Linked DNA regions of Mus musculus: all the other regions are linked to region 2. The links are chromatin contacts, called in public HiChIP or PLAC-seq maps. All regions are on one chromosome and are shown on one strand. Each heading gives the region's core, a stretch centred on a gene start, on an enhancer-like site or on the middle of the called end of the contact. The rest is flanking DNA. Distances are from core to core; before and after follow the strand shown. Region 1 holds the start of Lrp10 (low-density lipoprotein receptor-related protein 10). Region 2 holds the start of Ajuba (ajuba LIM protein). Region 3 holds the start of Acin1 (apoptotic chromatin condensation inducer 1).

Region 1 (3,993 bases), core at 930-3,429, 110 kb after region 2:
ATCTGTAATGGGATCTGATGCCTTCTTCTGGTATGTCTGAAGAGAGCAATGGTGTATTCAGATAAATTAAATAAATAAATAAATCTTTAAAAAAAAAAGGAGAGGAGAGGAGAGGAGAGATAAGGGGAGAGGATGTGAGAAGAGAGAGGGGGGAGGGGGAGGGGAGGGGAAAAGGGACAGGGGAAGAGGAGAGGAAGGGGGAGGGGAGAGTAAGGATGGAGTAGTGCAATGCAGAAAGGCAGACCCAGAGAAGGTTTGTTTTGCTAGAGACTGAACCCAGGACTTCTGCACACTCCACACAAGCATTCCACCAATGAGCTAGTAATACAGTCCCAACCCTGAGGAAGGGACTAAGTTGATTAACAACTAGGCCACACTATGATTCAGGGACTCATCACAAGTCTAGCTGAACCCAGAATAATTTCTAGAGTCCTTTTGAGATGGACAGTCCCCAAGCTAAATATCCACCATAGCTAAGCCTTTACAGCAGACCCAGACAAACCAAATTCTCTTCTGCTGACAAGGATGGTAATATCATAGAAAGGTGATCAAAGGCTTTTTCAGAGGGAGAGGGAAGGGGCAGTAGAGAGAAATGGGGACTTGCCTTATTTCTCACCTGACAGTTACTGTCTGATCCTTGCTGCCCAGGATAACCCAGGTGCAGTTGGCAGGGGAGCTTCGGCTGTCCCGGCCTAGAGGCCTCTGTAAAGTGCCTTGTACTTCTGAGAGCACAGCTGGGGGCGCCTCACAAGCTAGAGGGAGAAGGGGGGGGAGACACTGGTAGAGTTCTTTAATATTCTTCTTCCCCTCTGAATGCCTCAAGATGGCAAAAATCTCCACCCACCAGTTACAGCCAACTGGTCCCTCTCCATTTTTTTTTTTTTTTGGTTTGTTTGTTTAAAAACAAAAACCTTTTGTAACCTAGGATATCCTCAAAGTCACTATATAGCTGAGGCTGGCCTTGAACTGATTCTCCTTCCTCTGCCTCTCAAGTGCTGGGATTATAGGAGTTGACAACCCTACTCCTTTTCCATATTCTTTATACTTCATCTTAAGTATTCACACTATAAGTAATGTTACTGTAGGCTTTGTGCCAGCCACAGGGTCAGTTGGCAGAGAAATACTGTTTCTACTCTCAGGAAGACCTTACCCTAACTAGGGAGACAAAACACGGATATTACACATAAAAAAACGAGATGGTTCTTAACAACTACCAGGTGCCAGTTCACATTGAGCCTCAGTTTCCCCTTCTGTAAAGTAATGGATGATACCTATTCTAAAATTACAGCAGACTCCAGGATCCAGGGGAGAGATTCTTTTCTCTAGGGTGCATCTTCATTCCCATGCCCCAGAACCCTAGGAACTCGCTTTACTTACCAGAACGTGGGAAAGTGATCCGGTCTGGGCGGGCCAGAGCACCTCCTAGAGGGGGAATCGAGAAAGGGCAGCAGAGAGAGTCAAGTTTTCTTCACCTGGGCAACTCCAAGGGGAGGCCCATCTGAGACTTCCGGACAGTTTATAGGAAGGGGTAGAGGAGCCGGAAGGAGGTGCGTGACCTCGCCGAAAGGTCGCCTTCCCTGGCTGTGAGTGGGAGGGACAGTGTGGGACAGCCCGAGAGGAGGCCGAGGCTCGACGGGGCGGCGGTCGCAGGGGTCGTGGGTCACCAAGGAGGGCGCGGGACGGCGGGCAGTGACACCGGGGCGGGGACTCTTACCGAGGAGGAGGAAAAGAAGAGGGAGGGCCGATAGCATCCTGGGTTGAACAGGGGTGCCGGCAGGGTCCCGGGGCGCCTCTTGTCTACCTGGCAGGAAGCTCCTCGCCGGGTGGGGGCTGCATAGCCCCGGTGCGACCCAGGCTCGGGGTGCCAGGGCTGGACGCACGGCGGAGAGGAACAGGCGTGACGCCTCTTGCTAACTTCAGAGTTGATCGCTCCTTACCAGTGCCCGGCGGTGCTCGCCCGGAAGGCCGCGAGCGCCCCGGCCAGGCCCGGCCGCACCTGCCGGGCTCGACGCTGCGTCCTCCGCGGACCAAACTTTGTGGACTGCCCGTCCCCGAGCCGGCGTGCGGCTCGGTCCCCGCGGCCCTTAGGGGACGGCGGCTTTGCACAGCTCGCGGTGCCCCAGCGGACCCCGGCCGAAGCCCAGCAGCCGGCGACGAGGGGCGCGGCCAGCTTGGCCCCACCCCTGCCAGTCACCGCGCGGCCACGCCCACCTGCGCTCAGCTCCTTTCCGGGTTGCTTTTGCCGTCACGCTCCGGATCGCCCTTTGGCTGCCGCCTGCGTTATCTTTCAGATGTGTCTTGTCAAAGGATGTCTGCTTTTCCCGCCGTAACTGCTACGTGTCTTTGGACCCTTAAATCCTCAGTACTTTTTCTTCACCCAGCGCCTTAGATCCCGTAGCGCTTCTGGTAGTAAGCCTTTACTGAACCAATTACCAGGCGCTATTATAATTATCTGTTACAATGTTTATTCATCACTCCCGCCCCCGCCTCAGCTTTGGAAACTGACACTTCCTGTAGGCTGGGGCCTAGACTGGGTACCTTTGTCCCAAGAGTGTTGCTTGCTCTCCTGCTGAGATGCAGTGATCTCTACGAATGGTAAAGACATAATATGGCTTCACTTGCTGGATCCGTGAACTTGAGAAAATTACTCCTCCGTTCAAGCAGTCCTGTAAAAATTGAGGGTCATGATAGTGTGACTCCCTCCTATGGTACTTGTGAACATTTAGGGTAACATTGTAGATTGAGCCCTAAGCACGTTGGCAGACATAGGAAGTGAGGTGTTTCTATCTGATAGCAACAATTATTCTCAGTTACAGGGTAGTATTATTAAATTTTGTGGGTTTCCGGTTTCCTGTGGCACAGGTGGGTAATATTTACAAAAGAATAACAAGTTGAATATTTTTTTTCACATTTCAGGCTTATACCTAAGTACATTTAGTATACATATAGTAAATATTTAACAGCGAGATGTTTGTTCCTCTTGTCAACAGTCCTGTGAGGTAGTCTATGGTTACTTCCATTTTACAGATAAGGAAGTGCTGGCATGGAGAAGTTTAGTAATACCTTCCCCAAATCTGAATATTCAAATCTGAATGGCTCCCACTGTTTTAAACAATTTGAGCACCAACATAGTGCCACAGGTGGGAAATTCCATACAGTAAAACTTTGTTTCATCTTCAGCATTGCTAAAAATACTTGATTAAATTTATCATCAGGCTACTTGTGATGTGTATATGAAACATGAATAAATGCCATCTACCTGTGTGCTGTGGCATACATTGCAACTTGTGTGTGTGTGTGTGGATGAATGATTAAAATAAATGTCAACAAATATTTTCAGTGCTTCTAGAGAATCACTCACCATCTGCTAGGTATTAATCATAGCATTTTGCATATATTATCTCACTGAAAGGTGACCACACCTCTGAGAAGTCAGTGTTGGAAACTGAGTCACAAATAGTTGAGATACCTTGTTTCTAAATCAAACTCTTGGCATATAAAAGAGCTAGACTCAGACAACAAGACTCAGTCAAGTTGTCTGGACCAGACTCCCTGCTGCTAGAGATGACATGGTAGATTCTAGAATCCTCAGATCAAAGACTTTGTTTGTTTTTGAGAGGTCTCTTGTATCCTAGGCTGGCTTTGAACTCCTGGTTCTCTTGCCTCTACTTCCAAGTGATGGCATCATAAACCCGTCACCATGTCCAGCTGGAACAAGAATTTTAACACCTGACTACTTTCTAGGATAGATTTTATGTAAAAACAGCTGGTCATGTTGGTGTATACCTTTAGTTTCAGCACTCAAGGGTTCAAGGCAGGTAGATCTTTACGGGTTTGAGACCTGTCTTGTCTACCTAGTAAGTTTCAGGCAAGCCAATACTACACAATGAGGCCCTATCTCAAATACAAACACACTTGACTGTTTGTAAATAAGGAACGAGGTTATCTGCCAACTAGTCACCTGTATTGAGATTTATTGCGCAACTTTCTGCA
Region 2 (4,227 bases), core at 1,586-4,085:
AGATATGTCAGCTGGTCAGTGGTGGCTGGCACACACCTTTAATCCCAGCACTCAGGAGGCAGAGGTAGGCAGATTTCTGGATTCCAGGCCAGCCTGGTCTACAGAGCAAGTTCCAGGACAGCTAGGGCTACACAGAGAAACCATGTCTCAAAAGACCAAAAACCCCAAAACCAAAACAAACAAAAACAAACCAAAACAAAAAAGAAGCCAGCTGTGTATATAGAGTATTATTACAGTTTTTGGTGATGAAGAAGGCTTGCTAAAGTCAGGCCTGGTAGCATGTGCCCGAAGCTCTAGCATTCAGGAGGCAGAGGCAGGAGGATTTGATTTTGAGGACAGCTCTCACAACAGTCAAATTCTGTATCAAAACAAAGGGCATGGTGACTTAGTGGCTCTGCTGGCAAGCATGACAACCCAAAGACCTTCATGGTAGCAAGAGAAATGTAAGTGGTCCTCTGGCTTCCACATGAGCATCAAGGGGTGTGCTTGCATAAGTGCACGTGCACGTGCTCACACACTCATACACACACACACACAGATACACACAAACAAATATAAATATGATCAAAAATAAATAAAAGAGGGCTGCTTCTGGAGCTCCAGCCCCAGGCTGGACTTCCCCTGAGGGCATGAGCCTACTGGGTGGGGCGTGCTCCATCAGGGCGCCTCTTTGTCCTCTAACAGGAAGTTTCTGCTTCCTATTACCCCAGCTGTTCGTCCCAGCTATGCCCACTGTAGCCAAGCCAGACTTTGGGTAGGCCTTTTTAGGAGCTTCAAAACTTTTCTTACGTTTTCCTCTTCTCTTTCATCTAGGGTGGTGGTACACAGCTTTAATCAGCACTTGCGAGACAGAGACAGGAGAATCTCTGAATTCAGGGCCAGCCTGCTCTACATACCATTCTAGGATAACACAGAGAGACCCCATCTCAAAAAACTAAATAACAGGGTCACTTTCCTCTTCACCCCCAAAGTCAAAACTTCTAAATATTAGAGGTGTGCTGAGACCTCAGACATCCCTGGAAGACCCTCAATCATCCTTGCATCAGGGGGTAGGGGTGGGGGTTGGGCAGGACCCTCATGCTAGTTGTGAAAAAGCTGCCCACAATGGGTTGCAACCTGACAGGTTACTTCGTTACTGATGTTTTTAGCCTCAGAGGAAAATTTAGAGATCAGAGAAAAGCTGTAGTCTTGACCAGGGACAGACTGGCTATCTAGAGAAATCAATTCTGAGTTAAAATACAACTTAGACAAAGAGGTCAGTTTCCTTGTCCTTTTGGTGTGGTTTGGGGACGCCCCGTAGCCCTGACTGACACTGAACTCACAGATCATCTTGCCTGTGCCTCCCTGAGTGCCTGGGTTAATTGCAGTGTCAGAATCCCTGGCCTTTTTGTTTTGAGAGAAAGGTTTATGTAGCACAGGCTGTCCTAGAACTCACTACATAACCCAGACCGACCTCAAACCATCTGTTCTCCTGGCTTCAGACTTCTCAGTGCTGTGAATAGGTACGCAATGCCTGCCTTCTCCTCCCCACTCCCTAGGGATATAAAATTATAAAAGATTCTCAAAATATACAAATGAAAATAATATGCATGAGTTGTGTGCGTGTCATTTTCATAGACCCTAAATACAAAAAGGAAGCCAGATGTGGTGGCCCAGACCTTTAATTCCAGCACGTGAGAGGCAGAGGCAGGCAGGTCTCTGAGTTATAGGCCAGTCTGGTCTACAGAGTGAGTTCCAGGACAGCCAGGACTACCCAGAGGAACCCCACCCCCACCCCCACCCCCACCCCGTTTGGGGGTGGGTGGAAAGAAAGTAATTTCCCACCATTTCCTATCTCTCACCATCTGAGGTGTTATTTTTGGATAGAAAACAAAAGCTGCCTGGTTCTGGTTTTAGTCAAGCGTGTCTTTCCTTGATCATTGGTCATTATTACGTCTTACCCCTTTCCACCCTCAACATTTATCTAGTCCACTCCCCTTAAGAATGGCTGTCCACTCTGCCATCAGCCTCTTATGAGGAAGCCATGAGAGGGTCGGAGTTGGGAGAGTGTAACCTTGCCTGAAAAAATCACACTTTTTGATCTCTAGCCACCTAAAATGCTCGCTAAAAGTTTCACTTCTCAACACCAGGGGGTGTCTCTTCCCGTGTCTCGCTCTATTGCCCTTAGGGTTGCCTTAGTCCAAAACCTTTCTCCGTGTTTTTATGTACACACTAAATCTTCCTCTTGTCCCTCTAGCGACAGGGATCAGCCTGTTATTTTCCTCGCTTCTTTTCATATAAGCACATAAACCTCGTATCCTCCCACTCCACCATCAGAGAATCATGGGGCTAGAAAGTGCTTTTTTTATTGCAGCTTATCTGTTTGTCTCTCAAGTCTCCGGACCAACTTGTCCTTTCCCTGCTTTATGCATTCGTTGGTCTTGCAGCTCCCACACTTCTTGCCTGCGCCTCCTTGCCTCTCAGAGCTATCTTTACACACGGGTCTCTGGACCTCCTACATATCCACCTTTCATCTTCCTCTTACGGTTGGCCCCCTGTCTTATCACTTCTGTGACATCTCTCACCGTCTCCCCCGCAGTCCTCACTCTAGGAACAGTATCACGATATTTCTGTAGAACAAGCCCTTTTCTTCCCAACGTTGATGGATACATTCCACAGTGCCCCTCCGCGCATTCCAACTGTAAACAAAGAGTTCCTTTTCACTCCCCCTCCCCCAGTCTAAACTCTTGAATTTTGTGGACGCAGCTGCCCAATCTGCCCCTTGACCTTTTACGTCCTGTCTGCAGCTCTCCACCTCGGAGGCAGCTTCCACAGTTCCCTGCTTGTGATGCCCAGGAAATCCTTGCGCGGACACCTCAACCCGGGGTGCACACCGCGCTCCGCCCTTCCCGGAAAGTAGATCCGGCCAGGCAGACAAAAGTTTGGAGAAGTTGGGTCCGTGCAAGTGAGAGCCAGGGGGGCGGGCCGGGCCGGCGGGCGGTGGCGCGAGCGGACGCGTGGACAGACCTGCGGAGGACAGCCGCTACCGTGGGCCCTGCCAGCCGCGCGCGGACCCTCTCGCTGGGGCATGCTTCGGGATCGCGGGCACCCGGCACCTGGGCCGCTCGCTGAGCCCCCGTGAGTGACTTGCATCCCAGGAATCCGAGCCCCGGGGAACTCGAGCCCGGCCTCTGGCCGAAACACTGCAGCGTGCCGGGCGAGGAGGGGGCTGCAGGCCCCAGATCCGTGGGCATGGAACGGTTAGGGGAGAAAGCCAGTCGTCTGCTAGAAAAGTTGAGACTCTCGGACTCCGGCAGCGCCAAGTTCGGCCGCAGAAAGGGCGAAGCGAGCCGGTCTGGGTCTGATGGGACCCCCGGAGCAGGCAAGGGACGCTTAAGCGGGTTGGGGGGACCTAGGAAGTCAGGACACCGTGGAGCGAATGGGGGGCCTGGAGATGAACCTTTGGAACCGGCCAGGGAGCAAGGGCCCCTGGACGCCGAGCGGAACGCACGCGGCTCCTTTGAAGCGCAGCGCTTCGAAGGGTCCTTTCCCGGGGGGCCGCCGCCCACTCGAGCCCTGCCTCTGCCTCTGTCGTCGCCTCCTGATTTTCGGCTGGAGACCACGGCTCCAGCCCTTAGCCCTCGCTCCAGCTTCGCCAGTAGCTCGGCCAGCGATGCGAGCAAGCCATCTAGCCCCCGGGGCAGCCTGCTGCTGGACGGAGCCGGGGCCAGCGGAGCCGGAGGTAGCCGGCCGTGCAGCAATCGGACCAGCGGCATCAGCATGGGCTACGACCAGCGCCACGGGAGCCCGCTGCCCGCGGGGCCGTGCCTATTCGGCCTCCCGCTGACCACTGCTCCTGCGGGCTACCCTGGAGGGGCTCCGTCCGCCTACCCGGAGCTCCACGCTGCCCTGGACCGACTATGTGCCCATCGGTCCGTGGGATTCGGCTGCCAGGAGAGCCGTCACTCGTACCCCCCGGCCCTGGGCAGCCCCGGAGCTCTAACCGGAGCCGTGGTGGGAACAGCGGGTCCTTTGGAGAGACGTGGGGCGCAACCCGGACGACACTCGGTTACAGGCTACGGGGACTGCGCCGCGGGGGCCCGTTACCAGGACGAGCTAACAGCATTGCTGCGTTTGACCGTGGCTACCGGTGGGCGAGAAGCGGGTGCTCGCGGGGAACCCTCGGGGATTGAGCCGTCGGGTCTGGAGGAGTCTCCTGGTCCCTTCGTTCCAGAGGCCTCCCGATCA
Region 3 (4,448 bases), core at 585-3,084, 110 kb before region 2:
ATACTACCTACAAATCACACACTGCTTCTTTAAAGGGACACCTTTTAGATGCTGGATGGCTTTCTAAGTACACACAGCCTTGATGGCCTTGGCAATTTCATAGGTGACAGACACCTGAACGTCTTGGTTTGAATGATTTGGGGGCAGAGGTTCCTGTACCAAGAGAAGAGTAATTATTTTCAGTTACCTCGAGTCTTAGAGAAAAATCTCGCAGGCCTCAAATTCAAGATTCTCCTGCCTCAGCCTTGAAGTGTTGTTGGTGTTACAGACTGCAGGCATGCCACCTACCTATAGTCTCTCTCCCCACATCCCTTCTGATTTTATAGTCAGTCTGAACTGTGAAGTGTCACCACAGCACTTCTGTGATGCTAGCGATTCACTTTCTACTCTCCAGAACCCGTGCATCAAGTGACCTGAAACCACCTGTAGCTTCAGCTCCTGATCTGAACTTTGAACTCTGTGAGACAGGCACATACCCATAGACAGACACACATATACACAAAATAATAAAAACAAGCCAGATGGTGGGGAAGCCCTTAATCCCAGCACTTGGGAGGCACTCACAAGCAATCTCTAGTTCATAGCCAGCCTGGTCTACAGAATGAGTTCTAACACAGCTAGGGCTACACAGAGAAACCCTGTCTTGAAAAGAACCAAACACATAATAAGGAAAGGCAAGCAGCTGAGGCAACCTGGGTAGTAAAGAAAGAAATGATCAAAACCCACACAGAAAACACATCTTGCTTGCTCTCTCTCTAAAATTAAAGTGTGCAGCTTTTTAAACTTTGGTACAAGCAACTGGCCCTAACAGTTTGTTCCACAGTTACACAAGTGTGTGTGTGTTGGAGAGACATGATGCAAGAACCCTCTGTGCAATGCGTACACAGTCTCTGAAATCTGTTTTAAAAAATTTATGTTCTATGACCCCCTTATTAAATTCTGTACCACACCAGTAAACTTTAGAGCAGGCTAAGTCTTGTCTCAAATAAGGTAGCAGAAAATCAGAAGCCACACTAACTTTTTTCAGGTTCTGAAAAAAAAAATGCCTTTGCTTTCTTGACTTGGCCTAAAAAGTGTGCTATTGATGCACATCTCTGAACAGTTTTCCTTAATGGTTTATACCTGCAAGTGCCACTGACTTTGCATTATGTGTGCAAATGTAAGCCAACTTATTCCAAAATGTTTCCGTCCTACAGTTTGTTTCTCCAACAACGAAAACCTTCACCTCTCTATGACCGTAATTACTACTGCTGTTCCTACCTCTTCAAGTTGGAAGATTTGTATCGACAAAGAATAGAATCCCTAAACGTAAGTTCTAAGTCCCGGTTCAGGGTGACTGCCAGTTTCAAAGTGGCTCTACAGGGAGAAGTTTCTCCTAAAACTTCTCTTTTTCAGAGAAAGGTAATTTTTAACCCAGGGTCTTGCTACATGGCTTCCATGGTTATTGTCATTAATAAACTCAAAAGACCTGATTTTTCTTTTTCCCACGTAGGAAGCCGCAGGTCTCTCATTCCTTAGCCCCACAGGACAAAGTATTTCTTACACAGAATGGCCGGGATATAGAAGATGGAAGCAGGAGGGGTCCCCAAAAACCTGCAGACACCAAGTCTCATCTGGCCTAGGAGAGACTTCTTTTCCTCTTACCTTCCTTTTCCCCTTGGAAGACGCCCAGAGATCACAAGAGTCCTTCAGCTCCTGCTCCAACTCTCCGAGCCTCTTCCATGTTTCCTGAAAACCCGAAGCAGAGCCAGCCCCCAGTAACCCACGCACTTCCGGTCCGGAACCAGCCCCAAATACCCAAGTGCCCCAGCGCCCCGGCCCCCAGGTCCGGAGATAGCCGAATATCTCCGATTATGGGTATGCCAGATTCGAGGGCTTCCGAAGAGATTCGATTCAAAGCCCCGGCAAGCCGAAAACAAACGAGCCTGAAAGCCAGATGGGAGGGGCCAGCCGCTAGGTAGATGGAAAAAGCCGATTGGTACCGATGTGGGGACGGAAACGACCGAACAGCTCCGGAGAAACCCGGGGAATTCTGAGCGGTAATAGAGGGGTAGACTATGGCAGTGGGCGGGGCCAATCCGGTCCGTTCGAAGGGCGTTGGCGGAAATTACCGAAGATGCCCGAAGCCGTCGGGACGGACCCGAGTACCTCACGCAAGATGGCGGAGCTGGAGGAGGTGACTCTGGACGGGAAGCCTCTTCAGGCTCTGCGGGTGACCGACCTGAAGGCCGCACTGGAGCAGCGAGGCCTAGCCAAGAGCGGGCAGAAGAGTGCCCTGGTCAAGCGGCTCAAAGGGGTGAGAAGTCAGCGTTGCCGAGGTGTCGGAGGGGAGCGGACCCGGTAGAGACGAGTCTCCGCCGCGGCGCAGGCGCAGTGTCCGGGCTCGGCGCGAGCTCTCTCAGGCCGCCAGCGCGAGCCTGCAGATCCACGCGCACGGTGGTTGGTGTGGCTGGCGCTGGGATAGAGATAACGCCGGTTCCCGCCTTAACGGCAGCGGCGCGAGCCCAAAATGGGAGGGTGCGCGCTACTCTCCCGGAGTGTCTTAAGCTCCTTCCTTCTTCCCCCACCCCCTCCTTGTTTGTGTCTGTGTTGTCGGCGCATGCGCTGCAGAAGGAGTTAAATCCCTCTACAACCACCGGTGTGGCTGGCCTTAAGGGGGCGAGCAGGGCTGGGTCCGAGTTAGGGATACAGTTGGGCGGATGGGGTTGCTGTCTATGTCTGCAATAGGACATTTGTGATAGGGTAAAAAATGTCCGCTCGACTAGATTAAGTGAAAGGAAACCTTGATAGAAAGACTTGGTCAGAGACGGCTGTCTAATTTATAGGGAATCGAGCAGCAGTCTGGATAAGTATTTGGTGGCTATTGGTACGAGAGGTGAGACAGATTACTTTAGGCTGGGGATTTTGTGTCGGTTTGAGTAGTGAGGGTGAGCTTGTCGGGAGGTACACATACTGTGTATCGCTTTGGTGTAAATGGAGGGAAAGAAGGTGAGCTGAACTAGTGTTATTAGAGTTCATTAGCATACGTGACTCGTAATACTGATGGGGACTCTGGGTCAGTTCAGGGTTTGAGTTGACAGACCGTTGCTTATCCCGAAGCTGACAGTTTGTGGGTGGGTGTGGATTAGGTCAGACCACTGGTTACAAGGTCTGTGGTTAGTTTCCCTGTGAAATTTTTAATACATTTTATTTGTCCGGGTGTTACACTGCTGGAAGTTGTGCAAGTTCAGTTAAGTAGTTGTAGTTCTGAAAAACTAATCAAATAATAGTCAAATCCAAATTAGCCTCTTGTTGGTTTTATGTGATTTGAAACTTGTTCTGAGTACTTGGAATTTTTTTTTTGCCTGTATTACCGGATTTAGAAGTGGCTCCTAGTCAAAATTGCAGACAATAATAGAGATTCTAGTTCCGATTCTGTCATTTTTGCTGATTTTTGTGACATAGCCAGGTCACTGATTCTTTGTGTGCCTGTGTTTTACATTTGGGAGCAGTAACCATGGCTACCTTTAAGAGACTTATGAAGATGAATGAGAACAGTATTAATAAAGGGCTTTTAGTCTCGGTGAAAGGAATATAGTATAAATGTATATTTAAGTAATTGAATGAGAAGGCTGTGGGAGAGGTAGAGACCTGGATTGCGTTTTTGTTCCCCCTCCCGGTTTCTGATTTTTGCTCTTCTTTATACCAGGCTCTAATGCTAGAAAATTTACAAAAACACTCAACACCCCATGCTGCATTCCAGCCAAATTCACAGGTAAGAGAAAAGGTTTGTTTAGATAGAATGGGCTATTTGGAGACTATAGTAAGTAAATGGGAAGACATGGTGTTGTTTTCCTTGTCATCAGAAGCAGTATTTTCTTAAACTATTTTTATTGCAAGTGATCTCACACTAGACAGTTGATGTCTTTTTTTTTTTTTTAAGGTTTATTTTTATTTTATGTGTATGGGTGATTTGCCTCCCAAAGGGTCCCCACAGAGGCCAGAAGAGGATGTCAAATCCTCTGGAACTGGAGTTACAGACAGCCGTGAGCCACCATATGGGTGCAGAATTGAACCTGGGTCCTCTATAAAAGCAGCCAGGCCTCTTAACCATTGAGCCATCTCTCCAGCCCTCAGACAGTTGAATTCTAATCAACCTCAATTTTGTATAAAGACATGGAGTTTAAAAAAAGAAAAAGAATTTAAAAAATACAGTTTTATTTGAAAGAATTTGATACCTTATTAGTAACCCCCTAGTTCTAGGACTAACTGCTTAACAATCTGTAGTTTCTCTTAAACATCTTTAATACTTTGATTACTTAGGACAAGATACTTAACACTTGGAGTCCTTTGTTTCTTTACCTGTAATAGGAAGAGTAGTCTGACTTAGGTCATTGTTTTATAACTACTCTGCCGGTTTGTCTTAGGAAAAAAACTTTCTTCTAAGAGTTTGTGCATAAATGTTTTTG

Evidence for each region. HiChIP or PLAC-seq counts read pairs in DNA pulled down with a chosen protein or histone mark.
Region 1: an H3K4me3 HiChIP or PLAC-seq map of embryonic stem cells shows a contact between it and region 2, with 31 read pairs. The contact joins the promoter of Lrp10 here to the promoter of Ajuba in region 2. A contact is called at or near these places in 12 of 39 promoter capture datasets (the 3T3-L1 cell line, 3T3-L1-derived adipocytes, the HPC-7 cell line and 9 more), 1 of 15 datasets of contacts at CTCF or cohesin (CD8 T cells), 10 of 484 Hi-C or Micro-C datasets (double positive thymocytes, effector CD8 T cells, embryonic fibroblasts and 5 more), 13 of 115 datasets of contacts at active chromatin or transcription factors (bone marrow-derived macrophages, effector CD8 T cells, embryonic stem cells and 8 more) and 3 of 9 other capture datasets (adipose tissue, liver and pancreatic islet).
Region 3: an H3K27ac HiChIP or PLAC-seq map of trophoblast stem cells shows a contact between it and region 2, with 38 read pairs. The contact joins the promoter of Acin1 here to the promoter of Ajuba in region 2. A contact is called at or near these places in 8 of 39 promoter capture datasets (3T3-L1-derived adipocytes, embryonic stem cells, hematopoietic stem and progenitor cells and 4 more), 21 of 484 Hi-C or Micro-C datasets (B cells, the Ba/F3 cell line, the G1E-ER4 cell line and 11 more), 11 of 115 datasets of contacts at active chromatin or transcription factors (the 230-238 cell line, the SCID.adh cell line, effector CD8 T cells and 6 more) and 3 of 9 other capture datasets (adipose tissue, liver and pancreatic islet).

What each region holds. Positions count from the first base shown.
Region 1 is chr14:54,462,333-54,466,325 of GRCm38.p6, reverse strand. Lrp10 (low-density lipoprotein receptor-related protein 10) reads right to left here and starts at 2,179. Exons shown (of 7, transcript NM_022993.3): 1 at 1,715-2,179; 2 at 1,378-1,422; 3 at 617-752. The coding sequence starts at 1,751.
Region 2 is chr14:54,576,269-54,580,495 of GRCm38.p6, reverse strand. It overlaps Ajuba (ajuba LIM protein), which reads left to right and starts at 2,835. Exons shown (of 8, transcript NM_010590.5): 1 at 2,835-4,227. The coding sequence starts at 3,232.
Region 3 is chr14:54,684,317-54,688,764 of GRCm38.p6, reverse strand. Acin1 (apoptotic chromatin condensation inducer 1) reads left to right here and starts at 1,834. Exons shown (of 19, transcript NM_023190.3): 1 at 1,834-2,296; 2 at 3,689-3,754. The coding sequence starts at 1,985. It overlaps 1700123O20Rik (RIKEN cDNA 1700123O20 gene), which reads right to left and starts at 2,594. Exons shown (of 2, transcript NM_021437.2): 1 at 1,645-2,594.